Linked DNA regions of Drosophila melanogaster: region 1 is linked to region 2. Evidence: chromatin contacts called from public Hi-C data. All regions are on one chromosome and are shown on one strand. The core of a region is the stretch at or near the end of the contact, and the rest is flanking DNA. Distances in the headings are between cores, read along the strand shown. Region 1 holds the start of Urm1 (Ubiquitin-related modifier 1). Region 2 holds the start of Sh3beta (Sh3beta,).

Region 1 (3,761 bases), core at 616-3,115, 270 kb after region 2:
ACTGTGCTACTTCTTCTAGGCCCCCAGATGCATCCCGTAGCTAGTAGTTGATCCCTGTACATAATCTCGAAGAACACCCCAGTATTACTGTATATAATCCCCCACCAACACCAACACAAACACCAAAACCTAACCCGTAATCCGTGCCTGTCCGTGTGCTGCATGTTTTTAGATCCATGTTATATGTTGTTGGCGCTTTGGCGCCACCTGTTCGAATCCGAAATATAATATCCAATATGTGTAAATATCCCCCCATTCAGAGAGCGGCATTGTCTCGGACATGTGCGTTACCCCGGATCAGGAACAATCGGCGGCGGAGAGCAGCCGAAGCAGTTGGTCCACATCAACGACTGGAGCATCCGGAGCTTCAACGACGAGTGCATCCACGGTAATCCTGCGGCGATATCGATCCTACGCCCACGCAGCGGAGTCCGCCAGTCCGGAAAGCGGCAAATAGAGGAGCTCCTGGAGCATCGCATCTAGATATAGTATAAATCCCCATTAATAGCTTTAGCAGAACGGTTTCATCGGATCCCATGTAGTATCATCGTATTACGTTCGATCGCTAATTTTATTTCATTATTTTTGTTATTTATTATTTATTACATTTTTAGTTTTCGTTAATTTGTCATAGTCGCTGCTTTTCGTTTTGCCTTGTTTATCGGAAAAATCAGTCGAAATTATTGAATTCAGCGTGTCAATGTCGAAGCAAGTTTCATACATATCTAGTTCTTAGTCCACACAATCGAACGATCCGCACCACACACACACAGAAATCGATGGGAGCCATGAGCAGCACCCGAAAAAGGGGCGTGGCCGATGCCCAACATATCTGAATCGAACTTCATTACGTACAGTTAGTTGATATGTAACCTAAGTGCCTATAGTTAAAATAATCGTAAACGAACATTAAAAAAATATATCTATACTTCATAATAACTCGATAAATAATTTTAAGCGAAAATTTAAATTCAATAAATGTTGCTTCAATGTAAAACTAACGTGTTGTCCTTACTTCGAATTACCCGCCAAACCGCATCTGGATTGTTCTATTTTTAACTTCCCTACAATTCCCAAGTGCTTGTTCAATGCTGTGCTTTTATAAATAGCGAAAACCTGCTAGCTTACAATCTCTAGATGATATGATGAAAACTTTACTACCCGAACCATCGTGTGGGCCTTTGCCTCTGGTAAAGGGACGTAATTCTGATTCAGTCAAAAACTGTTTTTGTTTGTTTTTTGAATACAATTTAATGGGTTGTAGTATAAAAATAAACTTTTCTCCTATAATTTAGATTCCAGAACGTTTTTTAACCACCGTGTAAAGTTGATATAAACAACACATTGTCGTTGGGCTGCAGCTCGTAGTCCAGTTCACCCTAGAAGTTGAGTTAATTATAGTTTTTAGAATTCCATATTCTGTACTCTTACTTACCAGCAATTCCCAGTCTGTATCATTTATGAGTACTAAAATTCCAGGTCGCCTGAAAACATACAATAGAAAGTATAGACTATGTATCCCTTATAGTTTAAGCCAAACTTACACAGTATCTCCTTGAAGAAAAAGTTCCGGACGCTCCGTTAAAATATTCGCATGCATCCACTTAAGCAGATTAGCAATAGTCCCTTTAAAATATATATAATTCATAACCGATTTCACTCAAGTTTAAAACATCTTTTAGAACATACATTTTTGTTTACCGTCCAAGTTCAATTCACGGCGTTTTATGTTACCAAATAGTAACTCCGCCCCTGCACTACGAAATTAAATTACAAATTGTCTCATTTATTGGAAATAATAATTCGAACAAGGCTTTATATACCTGAATTCTAATATGATTTTTAATTCCGGCGTGCCCATCATATGTTCGATGTAAATAAATGTGTGACCGCGTCTAAGCTTTTCAAAAAAATCCACCATTCAAAAATAATACCAAATATAGAATCCTAATTTCTAAAAAGTCTGGCAACCACATGCTCTAAACTTCCAAAAATTATTGCATTTTGAAAGAAATTATAATTTGTACGTAAATTTACCTTTACCATTCACCTTCGACGAGGGGACTCAGCATTATAATTATTCCCATTGAGAAACATAAACAGGTGGCATTCCAATGGAACGCTAGGTAAAGTTTTCATTAGCATATTATGATCTGTGCTCTAAGAAGACATTTTACATTTCGTTGTGAATTTATGAAATTAAAAAAAACACGTTATCATAAAGAGCGTTTTTTTTATTGCTTCTCCTCGCTCGTTTTCGACTTTTCAGGATTCGGAGTCAGATCCAGTTTGAAATCGATCGGTTTGTCGTAACCCATTATCTTAACATAGTGCTCGGGATCATCGAAAAGCGCTGGATCCACAAACAGAGGTCGTTTGTTGACCAGAAAAGAGGTGAACATGCCGGGAACCTCCGGAACGACCACATCATTTGGTCGGAAAGTAGTCTAAAAGGTAAATAATATGTACATTGAAGGCAAGCTCTTTTAAATTTGCTCTACCCACCTTGATTTTTTGCAGAAGCAGGGATATTGTGGTGGCCGTGTACTCCTCCGTTAGTGGATTGTAGTGCAGCTCCGTCACGTATTTCTTGGTAATAAAGTGCAGCAGCAGAGGAGTCACAAAGGTGAAGAATCCACCGACGGTGCAGAGGAATACGGCCATTCCAGTTCCTCCGATTTTCATTCCCTGCTCGAGAAGAATGGGCTGGGCGGCCAAGCCGGCTAAGCTGGTGCTCAGCGAAAAGAACTTGACCATTTTCATGCGTGGCGCAAGAGTTCCATAGTAGATCCGCTGCAGTGCATCGTCGGATTCAGTTTTCGTCGACTTCACCGAAAGCCACCTGTTTTGCTGGAAGTTCTGTGGTTGTGACTGCTGTGGTCTTGTCCATGAGGCACTAGTAATGCATCTGCAGTTGTGGGGCAGGGTAATCTGACGGCTGACATTTCCCAGGACAACAGCAAAGTGTTTCCCTTTTGGCAGCATCGCTCGCAGGCCTAACATGGTGTAATTTACTTATTTCAGTAGAAATAAACAGCTGTTTTTGCCGAACGTTAAATAACACGAGTTGCAGTGTGGCCCACACTTGGGCGCTAAAAGAATCCAGAAACGATACGTCTATTCAAAATATACCAACTCTCCTTTTGAATACCGAAACAGGAAACGGCAACATTGCACTGACAACGGAAATTTAAATCGATACTGACTATTTTTACTTATTGATACTAAAAACAAATATTAAAAATTTAAAATCCTAAAATTCTAACATTTCTAAGCTAAAATTAATTTACATTAAACCGACCAATATTACAATCTTATAAGATAAGATTCTCTTTAAAAAATACAAAAATAAAAATTAATAATAATTACACTTGTACTTACCAATTAGGAGCTGATTATTTAACACTTATACATCGATTAAAATTCACTTACACTCACGCTTAAAACGGTAGGAAAGGCGTTTGCAAATATTATTCAAAGTGTTGACCTACTTTAGGATATTGCTGCCAAAAAATTCGATTGTATTTCCCAATGATTTTCCAACCAATTCGGAACAATAGAGCTAGTAATTCGGCAAATATTGAGTACGTACTGCAGTTTGTAATTGATTAACAAGAAAAGTGAGTGGGGGAGCTTCCCGTTTGCGGTATTATGCCAAAACCAAAAACACACAAGGAAGAGTGGCATGTGGATACGAATTAATATGCTCGAATTAATGGCACTGATGTGGGGGCGTGGCAGATGTGGCTCTAGTTACCACT
Region 2 (3,582 bases), core at 17-2,516:
TGGATTTCGACGGTCAGTGAAAGCATTTAAATTTGAAAAGAAAGTTAAAAATTAAAGTATATAAAATACCTTTAACATGTATCGTTTTGTTCAGTGTAGCTACCTTTGACAACGCTGTTAATTACAGCGATGACAAATCGCTAATGAAGTGTTACCGGCAAGCCCAAACGCACACAAGCGCACACAAAGCCAACTCCCCGCCGATATAAACATATGTACGTAAAAAGAACGCCAGAACCACGCGATATGATAAGGCTAATTAAAATGGTTTGTTGCACCCCAGCATTTATCTTACGATAAGAATATGTGTTTCCCAACGCTTTTTTAAAGTGTACAAAGACAGGACAAAAACAAATAATTGTGAACCGTACAATGACCGTTATGTTTTTGTTCTTATTGGAAGAGGAAGATTGCCAATTGAACAAAGGCACCGAAAGAGTGAGAGGGGGAAGTGAATCACCCCTCACGCATGTACACACACACACACATGCACACGCACCCACGCAACTGCGATCAATGGAAATCCCTCTCTTCCATGAACAATTTACAGTTCACAGTGGAATGAGCTTATATGGGCAATGAAATGTATGTTTGTTCTGCTTCTTGCCACCACTAACACTCGCACACAAGGGCACTCACGAAAATACCCACTTGTTTTTCTTTGACTGTACAGACATACAGACTTACATACCACACACTACATCATCATCATTGTCCAACTCACGTACATACACACAAAGACGAAACGCAGCAGAAGAAATAGAATTTGCAATGCGTTCGTCACCACTTTAGTTTGCTTCTTTTCCTTTTTATCTGTTTGTCGCTAATACCAGGGCCAAACATTCCAATAACATGACACTATTTCGGTTTTAAGCCCGCCACGCCCACAAACTCACCTCCTTATTGCCGGACATGCCGCTGACGTAGACTTTCAAGACCATTTTCGCAGATTACTGTGTCCTCGCACCGCAAATGAAATAATATTTTGCAACTAAAATCTGCTGGCTACTTTCACGGCGATTAAAAATATTTATAGATCTTTTCTTTTCCTGCTTTCTTCCGTCCTGCGCCCCTACGTAATGTTTTTCCACTGGTGACGAAGGCACACGCACTGGGCAAGGTCGTTGGTTTTATTGGCTGTAAAAACGGCAAAGACGCGGATAAAAAAATTGCCTGGCGACGCTTATAAAAGTGCAAAAATATTTGATATCAGGAGTGGAAAATATTTCCTACTTTGTCGTTGAATTGAATGGTGGGACCGCGCATTGACGGCTATAGAAAACCTTCCGGCTTATCAAATATACTAAATATGATGCTTGATTAAAATACTAAAAACTTTGAACTTAAGTGATATTTCAAAATTAAATATTTTTAAGACAACTTAAATTTTATTATGCTCCCATGTAAGGTTTTCATTTTTTAAACGTTCTTCGATTAATAATCGTAATAATAAAATAATAATTTATAAAAAGCATAAGATAGGCTTTTTAAGGTTTTTTAAAAGATAGAAGAAAAGGATTCTTATTATAGAACAAATTATTTTTAATTTGGCGTCGATGAGTTAGCGGCTTCAAGGAACGGTGGAATTTAGAACATGAGGGTGTTTTTTATTTATTAATTTTTTGTTACTTGGAGTTGAATTCCATAAAAATAAAAATGCAATAATGCTAACTTTCTACAAACGACTTAAGGTTATAGGACTCAAGAAAGTACATAGAATATGCAATTGAAAAATGTTCTCCCCAGACTTTTCGGTTATTTGAAGTTTTTGCTATATTTGGTAGAACCATAAAGTATTTTTTGGTATAGATCCGTTAGCAGGGCAACCAATATTAGCGGTCGCCATGCGGTCACTCTGTTCACGTCCCGTCACGCAAGCATCGTCGTCCATTTTTGCTAAGAAGCGAGACGAAAATTTGTAAATTATATCTAGCGAGTCGCCGAGGACGAACAACTATTGACAGTGCATTTCAGTGGCCTTTGGAATACTGCTCAAACAACCAGCAAGCAATAACATTACTTATATCTAACCGAAAACCTAAATTAATCACCCAAACTGAAGTACGGACGTGAATGTAAGTGGGTATGTGCCAGCGGACTAGTGGCACAATAAAAAAGTAAATAAAGCGCGTGTGAAGTGGTGCAGAAAGCAAAAAAGCAGTCGGAAGGAAAAATCAAAATACGCATTAATGTAAGTGCGATTGTTGGAAAAGCTGTTTAACTTTTTGTTCCTCTGAAAAGCTGATAATGATATGCGATGCGACCATTTTTAAAATTTCATGAAATCAACATTCCAACTCACAACGGTGTGCGTGTGCGTTTCTTTGTGTGCGTGCGTGTGCAGGCTAGAGTGGGACAACCAGTGTGATCGCTTTGGCTGCTGCCATTTCGTTTGCTTTTTTTTAAACTAATCTCTGGCATTTGTCACGTAAAAGAGTATAACGTTAAACCCAAAAACGTTTTGTATATGGCTTTAAATATTTAATAATTGTGGGCAGAGACAGCAACACCAGCAGCAGACGCATACACACGTGTTGCGGTTTATCGAGAGGGCAGTGTGCGTGTGTTAGTGCGGAAAACAGCTGGTACAGCTGCCGCTGCAGCGACGAAGAAGAAGAAAAGAAAGAAAGGGGAAGAGTGAGAAGAACACGCATTATTATCCTGCGTAGTTTTCTTTTATCGGTGGTTGTTCTGCTATTGGGTTACAGTTTACACTTTTCTCTGTTTTCTTTATTTTCCCTCTGCATTGCTATGCATTTTGCCTTTGCGTGGTGGTTTTTTTTATTTTCATTGTCGGTCGTCCTTTAATTGCGCTGCGCCACTTCGTTTCGTCGCTTTCTTTGGCTGGTTTCTCCTTCTCTTCGGAGTTTCTGGATTCGTATTCCGATTCGGTATCGCCCTTTTCCTGCGACAACAGCAGCTGGGTGCACGGTATCGGAGCTGTCGGCGATAGCCGAAAGAAGCTAGAAACCCCAAGGAAGCCAACATCCTTTTAATTGTCGTGGAAACTATAATAGTCTCATAAAAATTAGGTTTTTAAAATGGTTTTGTCATTCTATTCTAGAAAAAGCTATGAATATAAGAATATAACAATATGTTTAATTGCTTACTAATTTTATTGAACAATATAATTTAATCGTGACGAAATGGGGGAAAAAAAACATTTTTTTGTTGTCTTGAATTTTTTTTCCTCTCTTGTCATGATTATTTAGGTAAAACGGACGTCATCAAAGTCATTAAACTTACGCGAACTTCGCATTTAAAAGTTTTTTACTGGCATTTCTATTTTTAATAGCTTTCTGGGGAAAATATCGGATAATAGCTTTTCAAATTATGCATTGCTAGCAACTTTGACTAGCGAAAAGTATTTACTAAAAATTTTTGTACCTTCCTATTTTCGGCGCTCTTTTTAAGCAAAGGCCCTTGTTTTGTAGCGTTGAAGCCTCAAATTATTTCCAAAATCACGCCCCATAAGCGATAAGATAAGAGAGCGTACAATTGTTGCCCACGATACATACAAGGCGAGAAAAAGTCCAAATTGCCAGCATTGGCGGCCATAAATCGCTGCACCATTTTCTTTTA

Evidence for each region. A called contact is a pair of places that touch in the nucleus more often than the background predicts.
Region 1: a contact with region 2 is called in a Hi-C map of the S2 cell line, with 6 times the contacts expected there. A contact is called at or near these places in 4 of 107 Hi-C or Micro-C datasets (the Kc167 cell line, the OSC cell line, the PNm cell line and 1 more).

The regions. Positions count from the first base shown.
Region 1 is chr3L:7,638,581-7,642,341 of dm6, forward strand. Urm1 (Ubiquitin-related modifier 1) reads right to left here and starts at 1,866. Exons shown (of 5, transcript NM_206296.3): 1 at 1,824-1,866; 2 at 1,690-1,757; 3 at 1,545-1,626; 4 at 1,436-1,484; 5 at 1,231-1,379. The coding sequence starts at 1,861. The coding sequence ends at 1,311. It overlaps Pura (Puratrophin-1-like), which reads left to right. Exons shown (of 17, transcript NM_206294.3): 17 at 261-993. The coding sequence ends at 457. It overlaps CG7506, which reads right to left and starts at 3,068. Exons shown (of 2, transcript NM_139887.5): 1 at 2,506-3,068; 2 at 2,218-2,447. The coding sequence starts at 3,003. The coding sequence ends at 2,235. snoRNA:Me18S-A1806 (a small nucleolar RNA gene) reads left to right here and starts at 1,137; the gene lies at 1,137-1,214.
Region 2 is chr3L:7,367,994-7,371,575 of dm6, forward strand. It overlaps Sh3beta (Sh3beta,), which reads right to left and starts at 1,267. Exons shown (of 6, transcript NM_001202128.2): 1 at 897-1,267. The coding sequence starts at 941. It overlaps akirin (akirin,), which reads left to right and starts at 1,850. Exons shown (of 4, transcript NM_168211.3): 1 at 1,850-2,075.